2 separate regions of the Mus musculus genome follow, and region 2 is linked to region 1. Evidence: chromatin contacts called from public Hi-C data. All regions are on one chromosome and are shown on one strand. The core of a region is the stretch at or near the end of the contact, and the rest is flanking DNA. Distances in the headings are between cores, read along the strand shown.

Region 1 (7,018 bases), core at 3,212-5,711:
TAAATATAAGATAAGATTCCCTGACTCACTGTTTCCCTAAAGATTTCCTTGGAGCTCAGAGGTCACCTGGACAGTGTCACTCCAGTGCCTCTAGGGGGTCCATGTGCACTTGAAGCTGAGTGTTCTGAGTTGCCCTGAAGTGAAGTTATCCCATGTATACAGAATGTGGTGGCTCCCTCCAGCCTCTAACCCTGTAGTCTGGGTCCCTCCCCCACACCCTCCCACACCACACATGTGCGCGCGCGCACACACACACACACATATACACAGAAACTGTTTAGTCTGGCCCCTCCCAAGTTGCTGCTTTCGATGTGATTTGAAGAGTGCTGGACCTAGGCTGGCTCTGTCCCTCGCAGCATGGCTCCCTTAGTATGGCTAAGGGCTTGCCTCCGCAGTTCCATGAGCTTGGGCAAGTCCCTTCTGTTAAACAGGAGGAAAGCTCGGGTCCCTGCTGCTGTTGCCCTCTGCCGTGTGTCAGGATGGTGTGAGCCGTGTTAAGTGTGACTCTACCACACTGTCTCTTCAGTCCTGCCTCCAGCACTGGGCTCATCCAGGATCCCACACAGATGTCCGCCCCACGCTTGGTCCTAGAGGACCAGGTCACCACTGCTCTGACGCTCCCTAGCTCGCTCGGAGAAACAGGTTCACTTTGCCTAGTCAGGAAGCCACGTGCAGAAGCCAGCTCATGCTCAGTTTGAGGTCCTTCCATGGTGTGCCTTTCCTACAGAATGACATCACCCGGCCTGCACACCGGGAGGGGACGGGACTCTGGTTCACGCTAGGATAATGATCTGGAATTGTGCCCAAGAATGTCGAAGCCTTAAAGGAAAGTGCTGGGTGGGAGGACCTGGAACTGGGTGTCCCGTCCCCCCCAGCTGTTTAACCCACTGCAGCTTTAGGGGTGTCCGTTTAACCCACTGCAGCTTTAGGGGTGTCTGTCTGCCTCCAGAAGCTCCTGCAGCCCAGCTCCCTCTAGGCTGGGACTTGTGGCCCATAGCAGAAAAGCCAAAAATGGCCTTGCTCCCAGGCTGGAGGGCCGTTTGTGGTTGCTCCTGTCGCTATCCTCTCTATTCTGAAGTAAACGTTTTGCCCATTGGCTTTTCATGCTGAGAACAAAAGCTAAAAGAAAACATGACTCCTGATTATGATCTGGAATGTGTAAATACTCAAACTGAATTCTCTCTTCACAGTATAATTAATGGATTTGCCTTACCACTGAAGGAGGAACACAAGATTTTCCTGCTGAAGGTGTTGCTGCCCTTGCACAAAGTGAAGTCCCTGAGTGTCTACCATCCCCAGGTAAGGCCAGCTGAGCACAGCTGCCCACCTCTGCAGCGGTCCAGCCATGTCTGAGAGTGCCTCCGTTCCCACAGCACTGTACTGCATCGAAAACGGGCTTCTGGCAGTATTTCAGAGTCTGGGGACAGAGAGTCCTTGTAAGAAAAAACGGTGGGAGATGGCTTAGTTGTATAATCGCTTGCCATCAAGTGTGAGGACCACGGTTGAGACCCCAGAACTCATTTAAATGGCAGAGAGATGTGGCAGCCCACCTGTGCTCCCAACCTCAGACGGTAGAGGCAGAATCCCAGGAGCAAGCTGGCTAGCCATCTAGCAATGTAGCTAGCTCCTGGTTCAGGTGAGAGACATTACCTCAGTGGTACAGGCTGGAAAGCATCAAGGAAAACCCCAGTGTCAGCTTCTCAGCTCCACGGGTATTCATACATGTGGACATTTATGACCACACACATTTATGCACACAAAAAAGAAAATTCAGGGCAATCTCTGGAATGTAGATTGTACAGAAACTTGGGGAGCCAGCTTTGAAAGGAGGCTTCTAACAGTGGTGATCTAAACCTACTGCCTTAGAGACAAAAGCCGATGGCCACAGCCAATGGCGTGCTCTGACACCTTGTAGAGCCAACTGCAAGTCTCAGGGTGTAGTCACGCTGCCACCTTAGTCAGTTGCAGCCTCTGACTCATTTCTGTCTGCTTGCATTGGATCTGCTCTCCCAGAGACAGAACTTAGCTATGCTGGGGCTCGAGGAGGTGGCCACCCTCAGTTGCAGCCCACAATCCCCTGCACGGCTGGGCACAGACCAGGGAGCCATTATGCATTAAGAACACATGGGCAGGGAGCTGGAGAGTTGGCTCAGCACTGACTGCACTTGCAGAGGACCCAGGTTCATTTCCCAGCACCCACAAGGCCGTCTGTAACCCCTGCTCCAGTGAAGCCCTTTCTAGTTGTGCACAAAGTTACCCACACACGTAAACAAAATAACAAAATAGTAACAAAATACTTTATTTCCACACTCACACACACACACACACAGAGCACATGGGGGACGGGGGCTGGAGCCATGGCTTACCAGTTAGGAGCACTGACTGCTTTTCCTAAGGACCCAGGTTCAATTCCCAACACCCAAATAGCAGCTCATAGCTGTCTGCAACTCCAGGATGTGACGCCATCACGGACTTACATGCAGGCAAAGCACCAGTGCACATAAAGTAAAGATTATTTTTTAAGAAAGCGCATGGAAGGGCTGTGGGCATCATAGGACAGGCAGTACTTGCTTGTCATGTGCAAGGTCTCAGCTTCCATCCCCAACAAAGATTTGTATCGAGACGTAGAGCTCATAACTGTAATCCCAGCACTCAGGAGTCCGAGGCAGAAAATCATGAGTTTGAGGCCCGCGTGCACTGTATGTAACAGGACCTCGTTTAAAAATTAAACAAGAGTCCATTCTGACCCGATGCACTGTCCTCCTGTTCGCACATTTTCTGTCTGGCATTGCCAGGTAACAGGTCTGCTTGTCTTGTATCATATCCATCTTGAGCAGTAATAATTCATAAAGGAGCTTGGCGTGGGGGACATCTAATCTCAGCGCCCTGAGACTGAGGCAGGAGGCTGGCAGGAACTTTGGGCTACATATAAATGTTATCTCAAAGGGCAAATAAAGAGAGTGCAGAGATTTCTGGTAGGACTCTGCACTACAACTTTCCAGGTATTACATTACTTGTCTATTCTCATCTTCTAAAGACACACACACACACACACACACACACAACTATAAAATCTGTCACAAAGAGATCGGGGAAGAATTATCCAGTGAGCATCCGTCCCAAAGGTATCTCCCTGAAACTGTCGCTCAGCCACAGCAGGCAGTTTCGCAGGGGAGGGTGGTTGAGGGTCATTCTAGAAGGGAGCTTCCATGCTGATGACATCTGACACTCTCTCCCCTCCCTTTCAGCTGGCGTACTGTGTCGTGCAGTTTTTAGAGAAGGACAGCACCCTCACTGAACCAGTAAGTGCTCGATCTGGACTGTGACCCTCACTGTGTCCCTGTATTTCGCCACATTGCCTCTCAGTCGGCCCTGTCACCTTCAGTGGCAACACTGTCGGAAGCTCGTCCCACTCCTGGGTTGGAGGCTCAGCTCAGCTGTGGTGGTCTGATGACGAGTTCCTTCGCCGCAGTGAAGGTTATGTATAATAAGCTTGCCACCTTGTCTCACACTGTCCCACAGTCCTTGGAACATGGCCCCTGAGCAGCTGTGGCCACCAGCCTGGCCCCGTTGAGCCCTCCACACTGGGCAGCAAGTGCTCTGACTCGGGCACAGGGTTGCAGCAAGAGTAGAAATCCCTTGCACTCTAGAGGAGAGTGGAGATGCTCTGGAAGGTTAATCTAAGTTAGTGTTGTTTTACAATCACTGAACAGCAAATGGAGACTAGACTACTGCCTTTTGGTTTAGATTTCTAATGTGTGTGTCTGTGTGTGTGTGTGTTTTATCTTTATTAAATTTTTAAAAATTCCTTGCACCTCCACACACACACACACACACACAAATCAGTCACTAAATATAGGCATGGTTGGCAACGTCATTCCTGACTAAGGTGAGGCAGTGTAAGCAGCTGAATCCACTTCTAAAGGAGCCTGGGCTGCAGTCCGTAGCCCATGCAGCTCATGCGGTCCTGGCATACAGTTCACGCCACACTCAGTGGCTCAGGAGGCTGAGGTGGACAGGTGACTGTGAGTGTGAGGTCTGCCTGGGAAGAGGAAGAGCTGGCTAGAGCAACACTGGTGACAAAGAGCACTTGTTGCCCTTTAGAGGTTCCCGGCACCCAGGTGGTGACTCACAGCGGGCGGTAGCTGCAGCTCCAGGGCATCAGACACCCTCTCCCACCTCGGCAGGCATTCCCATGCAAGAGCGCACTGGCATGGTCACACAGGTTTCTCCCCACACCTCACAAAGAAAAGAAATCCCACCCGCTCCCACCACCCCTTTTACATTCAGAAGTCAAGAAAGAGAGGCGTGGGAGAAAGCTACACTGAGTTTTCTCCCTCGGGTTTTCTTTGTGTGTGCTTTTCCTATGCTGATGACTGAAGAACTCACCGCTCAGCGCTTGTGTGCCTTAGTCCCTGTTCGCTCGCCTCAGGCGGGATCCTCCCACCCGAAGCATCTCTACCATCTGGGCCCTGTCCCAGCCTGACCCCGGGCCTGCTTAGCCCGGATTGACTCTCTTTCCTCATCTGTGTGAGCAGAGCATGAACTCAGGTGACACTTGTAAAGGTTTCTGCCCCACTGATGCAGTGTAATGACAGATAGGCAGGTCGGTAAGGGGTGAGCTTAACTGCGGGAGACAAGACAGAATGCCGCTGTCCCGTAAACATAGGATGCCAGTCGCAGGCAGGGCTGTGCACAAACAAGCCAGAAGTCCCACACACCCAGTGTGGTGTGTCCACCCCGAGCTGTTGTTTGTAGCTCCTGTTGACAGATGACATCTGCTGACAGATGATAATATGATATCACTGTCCAGCTGCAGAAAGCAGAGCTGATTTTCAATATACTCAAAGCATTTGGACTCTCACCTGGTACATTTCTTCCTTTGAAATTTACATTTTATAAAAATGCAAAGGCCACTGTGTCTGACTTAGAAGTAAGCAATTCGTTTTATGTTTTGGTTGGTTGGTTGGTTTGGTTTTTGAGACAGGGTTTCTCTGTGTAGACCTAGCTGTCCTGGAACTCTCTCTGTAGACAAGGTTGATCTCAAACTCAGAGATTTCTGGTCTCTGCTTCCCAAGTGCTGGGACTAAAGGTGTGCACCTCTGCTGCCAGCTCTGAAGACTTAAGATGGAGGTGTGGACTGGAAAGGAGTATGTGTACTCCGCACACAGGAACCTCACATGCCACCCCAGGGCTCCAGGTTGCCATGTGGATTGCTTTAAATACAAGTCGTGGCAGTTACTGCAATCAGATTCCCACCAATAAAGGACTTATCAGGAAGACTGAGTCCAGCTTGAGGCTTGAGAGGGCAGCAGAGCTGACAGCTGCAGGACCACGTAGCTTAGGCGCTTAGACTTCAGACAGATCAGGACCGAGGGACGAAGGACTCCAGCTGCCTTTCTCCGTTCTTAATCATTGCTTCATCCAGGACTCCACCTCCTGGGCTGATGCCACCAACACAGGGCAGGCCTTCCCTTTAGTTAATCCTCTCAGCAGAGGCTCAGAGGATGAACCCTTGGGTGTGTCTCATTAATGCCTTAGGCGACTCTTAATCCAATCAAACTGACAGTGGAAATTGCCCATCACTGTGTTCCGCTTAAAAGGCTGCCATCTGTAAAGAGCATTTGCTGACCCTGTAATTGATATTTTTCACGGACTCCAAAGTTTCCTGGGCACACTAGGCATAGATACTGTTTTCTTTGTTGCCAGGCTAGAGGCTCATGGGAGATTTTACACAACTGTGTCTCCTTTCATCCGCCTGTCTCCCTCTGCTAATGGGATGACCCACGTGTCTTGGCAGTCACGGCTTTGCCCCTAGGTACACCAGGACAGGCTCGCCAGGACTCAGGGCAGGGTCACTGATGTGTTTCCCCTCTTCCCCGTTCAGGGAGCATGCGCTGAGCCTGGAGCCTGGCGCTGGTGTTGTCTGGCATTAGCACACGCAGGCATGCACACCTTTGGCAGAGTCCTGCCCTTCTCACACGCAGACCGGAAAACTGGGTGCTGCTCACAGTAGCTCAAAGATCAGAAAGAGTCCAGTGTGAACCTGGTTCAGAAACTGGCTTTCCCATCAAGGCAGTCCATATTGGCTGTGCAGCCCCTACATGACTTTAAAAACCCACTGACCGCTGGAGGGCCAGTGTGGGTCAAGAGTAATTCCTGTCTTCCATATTAACCATGGTTCTGATTCAAAGTAGATACTCAAGAAATGCCTGGTTGACTTAATAGTCGGAGGGAAATCATTAAGTGGTAGACTTTAGAAATGTGTTCTCTTAAGACTTTAAAGAGTGTGTTTGTGAAAGTCTTACCAGCCTTGCCTAGCCTAGCACCCCATATGTAGACTAGACAGGCCTCAAACTCACAGAGATCTGCCTAACTCTTCCTCCTAAGGTCTAGGATCAAAGACATACAACACCACGCCCAGCTCAAGATAGTTGTAGATTTTTGTTAGATTCTAAAATTAGGAGGACTTGTAAAATGAAATTTGAAGTTTTATAATAGATAGGTAATAGAAAAAAAAATGTCCAGGAACCTAAATACCCAGAGCACCAAAGCAGAATTATTGTATATGACTATTTCTCAGATACCCGCCCTGCCTTCACCTTTGTAATAACTGGAAGTGACAAGTGAGTGACAAACAGCTCTAAAGGGCAGCACACACTCCTCAACAGTTTTGGTCCCAAAATGGGAGCAGAGATGCTAGCTCTACACCCTGTCACCACTGTCATCTGTGGTGGAGAGGGAGGTGCTGCCAGCAGCCTGGGACTATATGCACGCACCCACACACGCACAGAGTCCATTAGTAATACTGTGAAAAGGCATTTCAGGATGAGTCAGTGACACAAAGACAGTAAGTTTCAGCCGGGCATGGTGGCGCATGCCTTTAATTTCAGCACTTGGGAGGCAGAGGTAGGCGGATTTCTGAGTTCGGAGCCAGCCTGGTCTACAAAGTGAGTTCCAGGACTATACAGAGAAAAAAAAAAAAAAAAAAGACAGTAAGTTTCTCAAACTGAGAGAA
Region 2 (7,018 bases), core at 1,250-3,749, 150 kb after region 1:
GGGTGTAACCTGGAAACGCTGGTCTTGTTGGCGATTAGCCTAGAGACCGGAGCTAGGCTCGGGTCTTGTTGAGGGGTAGCTTGGAAACTAATGCTAGGTACTGGCCTGTTAGTTTACCTGAATTCAAACTTAGGGTCAGGGTCTCCAAAATGGAATGTGAATTTAAAAGATGTGGCATCCCAGTCTTTCGTCTTCTTTTTATTTCCAGTACTTGTTTGTGAGGTGTTGGGTCGGATGGACCTGAGGATGCCAGTCAAGTCCTCCCTCCGCCACTGAGCTGCATTCCTGGGCCCCATTCTTTTTACTGTTGAGGCAGGCTTTTGCTTAGATGCCCAACTTGTCTGGAACTTTCCATAACCAAGACAGGTCATGAAACTTTAATTTTCCTGCCCCAAAAGCCCGAGTAGAGTAATTTGGGAGATTTAAGTTGTAGTTTAAAACAAAACAAAACAAAACAAAACAAAACAAAACAAAACAGGTCTCTTCTTTTCCTGAGAATCACAGGGTCTTGACAATGACCTCGTTTTGCCTGCCCACCTGGGCAATTCTGTGCGCAGTAGCTGTGAATTCGTGTGTAGACACCAGCAAGCTCAACACATTAGTGACAGAAGTACCAGACATCTGCACTGTATCCTGAAGACCTGGGCTGGCATCCCAACTGCCATACCTTGTTTCCTCCGGGTCCCCTCCGATAGCAAAGCTATCTGCTTCTGCGACATATCCCGGACTCCATTTCACGATGAGGAACAAGTGTGGTCTTTGAACCAAGCCACTGAAACAGGATGGGTTTTCTCAGAAGGAACTCAGCTCACTAGGTCAGGCAGTGCAGCCTGTGGAAGGGAAGGAATTCCAACAAGGCACTCATGGGCAGTGGCTGGCTGTGGGTCACACAATGGGGAAAGGGATGGCAAGGACAGAGGCTGAGAGCTGTTTGAGGGCTCAAGAGAGACTGAGTGAGGCGTGAGTGACCAGCTGTGGAAGTGACGGGAGGGAGTGTAGTGACGGGAGGGAGGGGAACCTTCCCTGTCCTAAGGGGTTTCCTGATGCTGGAACTGAGGGCAGGCCTCACTCACTTCTCAGCCTGAGTAGTTCTAATGTTGTAGGACACATGTTGCCTTGCTTCTGTTATAGGGATACTCATTTCACAATATGTTGGAGTTCAGTGCCGGTAGTGAGGCAGTGGAGGAGACAGGCAGCCTGGAGAATGGAGTCTCTCTCCCACCAGCTTGGTGGACGGCTGCTGAGCTATCCACCTTTCCTGTGGTGTCAGTATTTTTGATCCTTAGGGTGTACCAAAACCCTGTTGTGTTAACTCATGTGGGGCAAACAATTTTGGACTCAGCCCCCTCCCCCATACCCCCTCCCCCACACCTCTGTAACAGGTCCCAGACCTTAGCACAACCGACTCCATGATGGAAGTATCATTCAGGCTGTAAAACTCAGCACATAGACAGCTCCACCTGCCAATATGGAAACAAAGACACAATCTATCAAAGTTCTGGGAAAATCTCCGAATGTACCACCTTGCTTTTTGTCTTCTGTAGTTCCACTTCTGGCTAACTGGTCCTGCTGACTGAAGTGTGACAACCCAGAATATAGTTCTTGTGCTTAGGGCTGAAGAGATGGCTCGGTGGTTAAGAGCACTGACTGCTCTTCTGAAGGTCCTGAGTTCAAATCCCAGCAACCACATGGAGGCTCACAACCATCCGTAATGAGATCTGATGCCCTTTTCTGGAGTGTCTGAAGACAGATACAGTGTACTTAGATATAATAATAAGTAAATCTTTTTTAAAAAAAATTCTTGTGCTTAAAAGCTCACCCTGAATAAGGCTCAGTGCTACACTGGGATTCCATATCCCCAGTGTAGTAGCCAGCCAGCTAATAAAGACTTTCTATTTTGGCTTAAACCCCTGTCTGAACCCTTCTCTGGTGTAGTTAGTTACCCAATTCAGAGTATTGGGCAACCTGTCCCAACACTTCAACTATCCCCTGACATGAACAGCACCAGACAGGAATAAGACCACTCAGGCAGGGTTGCTTCCCTTTAAATTTTTTTTGTTTGTTTTTTTAGAATTTTAAAAACGTTTATTTTCATTTTATGTGTATTGGCATTTGCCTAAATGTATGTCTGTGCATCGTTTGCATTCAGCGCAGGATTTACAACCAAATGTGAGCCACCATGTGCATGCTGGGAATTGAACTCAGGTCCTCTGAAAAAGTAGCTAATGCTCTTAAACAATGAACTATGCTCTCTCCAGGCCGTTGCTTTCCCTTCGGATTCAGGGTTAATGAGGATGTCAGCCTGGAGCTGTGCACAGCACATTGTGTGTGTGTGTGTGTGTGTGTGTGTGTGTGTGTGTGTGTGTGTGTGTGTGTGTGTGTGTGTAGGAAACCACCAGGGAGTGAAAATGGGGACAAGAGACAGACAGTGACAGGCAACGAGGATCTGGAGGCAGAGCTCTCTCTCCTGTCTGCAGTTTGGTCGTAGGCTGATAATTGCTTTCTCATTTAGGCTAATGAGAGTCAGGCTCCTGCTGCTGTAACCAGAGGCGTTCTGAGCGTAAACATCCTTCAGCATTCCTGGGAATTAGTCGGCAGCGGTAACCGCAAAAGAATAATTACTTTTCTTTCATAAGTAGAGCTCTGTGTCTTACACATTGAGGAGAGGGGGCCTTATCTGTTATTGAGGCAGGACTCCTGGGTCATATAAAAACAGAACCTACTTAACACGCATTAAGTGCCGTTTCGACTCAGTGGCAGGCACTCTGGTTGTCTAGTCCGTCTTTCCTAACAGCGTCTCCCCTGACAGTCCCCTCACGAGCGCCGCCAGGCTGAACGTCAATCTTGCTTCCCCAGCCGAAGCTAGAGGGGTCATGTGACTCTGTCCCAGGCAACAGGACGCAAACAGGAACTGGATACTTGTTATCCCGGAGGGGAGAGAAGGGGCATGTTTGAATGAATTTTTAAGTTCCCTTAAGATCTTTCTATATTTATTTGTGGTTTGGTGGTTTGCGCTCATGCCATAGCGTGAGTGTGAAGGTCAGAGGATAATGGGAAGTAGTCGGTCTCTTGTCACGTGGGTCCTGAGAGATGAACTCAGGCGACCAGGATCCCGGGCAAGGGCATTCACCTGCTGAGCCAGCTAGCCAGTCCACCTCACACAACGTTCGGAATACAGTAGAGATAGAAAGATAAGAGAAGGCTGGGTGTGATAAGGCACACCTGCAATCCTAGGGGCCGGGAGGAGCAGGAGTTCAAGGTCAACCTTGGGGGAAAAAAGAAAAGAAAAAAAAAACAAACAAGTTTTTAATTTATCTTTGAGGCAGAGACTTGCTATATAGTTTAAGTTAATCTTGAATACTGAATCCTCCTGTCCCAGTCTTTCAAGGGTTGGGAGTACAGGTGTGGGCCAATGTGTTTGAGGTCTTCGGTGTTTTTATTGCTGTCTCACTATTTAGCCCAGGCTAGCCTGGAACTTCTGGTCTTCTGAGTGCTGGGGATAATAGACATAACCCACTGAGCCCAGGCTGACCTAGTTTTCCACATGCCTGGGTCTCTCTGAGTGTGGGGAGTCGGAGAGCCACAGGGCCAGTTCCGGTTGCAATTCAGCTGCTCACTGCAGGGAAAGGAGACCCAGGAGTAGGTCACGGTAAGCCCTGACGTAAGTGCAAGGCTAAAACTGGCTTAAGGTGTTATGGGGCACAGTGAGGACCCAGGAAGGTTTCCTGAGGGCAAATAACACCTGAGGCAAGCTGTCCTTGGTGGCACCAGAGGGCACACCGGATGGAGGGAAAGGCGCAGGCAAAAGTGGGAAGCTGCGTGATGGGTTCCATTGTGGCTGCCTCACAGGGAGCTTAAGGGGAAAAGTGGGATGCCAGTGTGTGAGCATGGCTGCGGTCTGCTGGGAGATAGTGGGAAAGCCATCCCGCGCTGAGATACCCTTTATGATAAGTATGCACGCACGCACGCACGCACCCACGAACACGAGTCTCGAGAACCCCCAGGCTGGCTTCAAACTCACTAGAAGACCTTGGATTTTTAATCCTCCTCCCTCCCAGAGCTGAAACTGTAGGCATGTGCCACTGTCAAGTCTTGTTATTTTAGGTAGATTTTGCTGGCAGGTGGATTTTGGATTTAAGAGACACAAGCCTACATACAAGGAGGCAGCGAGCCATTGCTGTGGTCCAGTCAGGACTTGGGGGAGTTCTGTGACTGTAAGTGCCTGCAGTCTCTGCTTCTACACTGCTGTGTTGACACCAGTAGAACCTGGCCTCTCCAGGTCTTTGTTTAAAAACAGTCCTCCAGACTGGCGCTTGTTCACTTCTAAAAGCATTCATCCATAATTACGGGCTTGCTCCTGGTAGTATTTTGTTTTGTTTTGTTTTGGTGGTGTTATGGGTTGAACCCAGGACCTCAAGCCTACTTAGGCAAGTAATTTACTGCTATGGAACACCCTCAACCCTAAATACATTTTTTTTTTTTTTGTTTTTCGAAACAGGGTTTCTCTGTGTAGCCCTGGCTGTCCTGGAACTCACTTTGTAGACCAGGCTGGCCTAGAACTCAGAAATCCACCTGCCTCTGCCTCCCAAGTACTGGGACTAAAGGCATGTGCCACAATGCCCGGCTAAATACATTTTTTAGAAAAAAAAAAAAAATCTATTTGTGACCAAAATACTGGCTTTGACTTCAGTTCTCAGCAAATAACTATTAAAATTCTTTTGTTCTGTTAGTTAATTTGAGGTGGGTTTGCAATGAGTGTGTGTGTGTGTCCACATCCAGAAGAGAAGTTGGAGCCCACGGAGTTGGAGTTACAGGCAGTTCTGAGCCACCTTATGTGCGAGCTTGGACTTGAACTTGGGTCCTCTGGAAGAGCGGCAAGTACCCCTACCTGCTGAGTCATCTCTCTAGTCCTAAGTGATGGGGGGGGAGGGCATTAAGAAAGTAAATCTGGTTATACAATGATATATTGACAGATAGATGAGAAGAGAGGTTTTAGTGGAAGGAAGTGCCAGTCCTAGCTCTGTGTTGAGCTATTTTATCGAGGGAACAGGCAAAACACACAGGAAAAAACTGAATCAGAAATGGATTTGGAGAAATATTAAAAAATACTCCCAAGCTGGATTGTTGGGTGGTGTGGTGGCTCAGCGGGTAAAGGTGCTTGCTCGCCACAAGTCTGATGACCTGAGTTGATCCCTGGGACCCACACAGGGAACGGAGAGGGCTGACTCCCACAGGGTTTCCTCCGACTTCACACTTGTGCTGTGGCATGCATACACACTCACACCTGCATCCGTGTGTGCACGCACATACAAATGAATGTTTGAATGTATTAAATTTAAAGTTATTCTGAGGGCAGGAAGAAAGAGGATGGGTGTCCTGCACCATTCTTTACAGTAATGCCGAGAGAAGGCAGAACATTCTGGAAGCACAGGACCTGCGGCTGATGCGCTCGCTGCAGCCTCTTAGGGCCTGGGGAGAGAGAACTTCATGCACGGGATCCATGCAGCCCTGCCGACTTTTTTTTGTTTTTGTTTTTGTTTTTCGAGACAGTGTTTCTCTGTGTAGCCCTGGCTGTCCTGGAACTCACTCTGTAGACCAGGCTGGCCTCAAACTCAGAAATCCACCTGCCTCTGCCTCCCGAGTGCTGGGATTAAAGGCGTGCGCCACCACTGCCCGGCCCCTGCCAACATTTTGGGGACTCTGCTCACCACTCTTCCTCAGAATAACCCCTGGTTGTTGGAGTTTTTTTGTTGTTTGCTTGTTTGTTAGTTTTTATAATTTATGGTTTTTATTTTTGTGGTGCTGGGAACTGAACCCAGATCTTGCCCATGCTAAATGCTATACCACTAAGCTTATACTTGCCTTTGTAAGGACAGTGCTCTCTCAGGCCTGGCCTTGAACTCAGAAATCCGCCTGCCTCTGCCTTCCAAGTGCTGGGACTAAAGGCATGCGCCAACACTGCTTGGCCTCAACTGTTTATTTTTTAACTTTTACAAAAGATTTTATTGTTTTATGTGCACCACATGCCTGTCTGGTGCCCTGGAAGGCCAGACAAGGGCTTCGGATCCCTTGGGACTGGAGCTACAGACCTCTGCAAGCCACCATGTGGATGCTGGGAACTGAGCTCAGGTCCTCTTCAAGAGCAACAAGTGTCCTTAGCTACTGAGTCATCCTTCCAGCCGCAGACCACACAGTGCTCTGCTTTAGTATTTTCTGAGAAGAGGGAGGTGGGATGAACTGGGACCACTATGGAAGAAAGAGAGCAGTGGACATGCTAAACAGACACATACTTGAAACCAGCTTTCTTAACAAACCCACAGGGGATCAAAATTTCCTTCCCTAAACCAGAGCAGAGCTGTCTGAACACAGGTTATAACCCTTAGGCAGAGTGTAATCTCAGGAGCAAGGGCTGAGAAAGGAAAGCAAGAGTGAACTTGTTCTTATGCGCATGTGTAGCTGGCATTCTGTGGGAGATAGGAAGGGTAGCCATAGCTATAATAGTGCTAAACGTGAATGAAAGGTGCCGAGTGTTGGTGACTATTTCCCATAGGAGGTAAGGTTTGGCAAATACACATGACTACTCCAAGCCAGGCTCCAGTCTACACACAAGATGCCAGATAGGAACAACGGATTCCTGGTTTCTGTGTTTTGTTTTTATTTTGAGACAGGGTCTCTCTGGGTAGCCCTGGCTGTCCTGGAACTCACTCTGTAGACCAGGCTGGTCTCAAACTCAGAAATCCTCCTGCCTCTGCCTCCTCAGTGCTGGCATTAAAGTTGTACATCACCACTGCCCGGCTCAGGTCCCTGTTCCTCAAAAGCTGACAACTGCCTGGGGAAGTGGATGTTCTTCTTAGTAGACACACATATAAAGTATCTACTAGTAGAAATCACGGGAAGTAGGCATGGATCAGTGGTTAAGAGAAATTACTGTTTTTCTAAAGGACCCAGGTTCCATTCTCAGCACACATGTCAGGCGGCCTACAACTGCTTATAACGCCAGCACCAGGGGATCCAGTGC

What was found. Hi-C and Micro-C count contacts between places; a contact is called where the count stands out from the background.
Region 2: a contact with region 1 is called in a Hi-C map of the N1E-115 cell line, with 3 times the contacts expected there. The contact joins two enhancer-like sites. A contact is called at or near these places in 1 of 484 Hi-C or Micro-C datasets (the N1E-115 cell line), 2 of 115 datasets of contacts at active chromatin or transcription factors (effector CD8 T cells and embryonic stem cells) and 3 of 9 other capture datasets (adipose tissue, liver and pancreatic islet).

Annotation. Positions count from the first base shown.
Region 1 is chr12:110,551,595-110,558,612 of GRCm38.p6, forward strand. Ppp2r5c (protein phosphatase 2, regulatory subunit B', gamma) reads left to right here. Exons shown (of 16, transcript NM_001373949.1): 9 at 1,191-1,299; 10 at 3,249-3,302. Among named protein-coding and RNA genes, the nearest start is that of B930059L03Rik, 36 kb to the right of the region's middle. Within about 2 kb of position 4,462, at least 24 of the 459 cell types and tissues checked have an H3K27ac peak or open chromatin away from gene starts, as enhancers often do. A contact at or near this core is called in the N1E-115 cell line, where this site is marked.
Region 2 is chr12:110,704,037-110,711,054 of GRCm38.p6, forward strand. No RefSeq gene overlaps it. Among named protein-coding and RNA genes, the nearest start is that of Hsp90aa1, 11 kb to the left of the region's middle. Within about 2 kb of position 2,500, at least 272 of the 459 cell types and tissues checked have an H3K27ac peak or open chromatin away from gene starts, as enhancers often do. A contact at or near this core is called in the N1E-115 cell line, where this site is marked.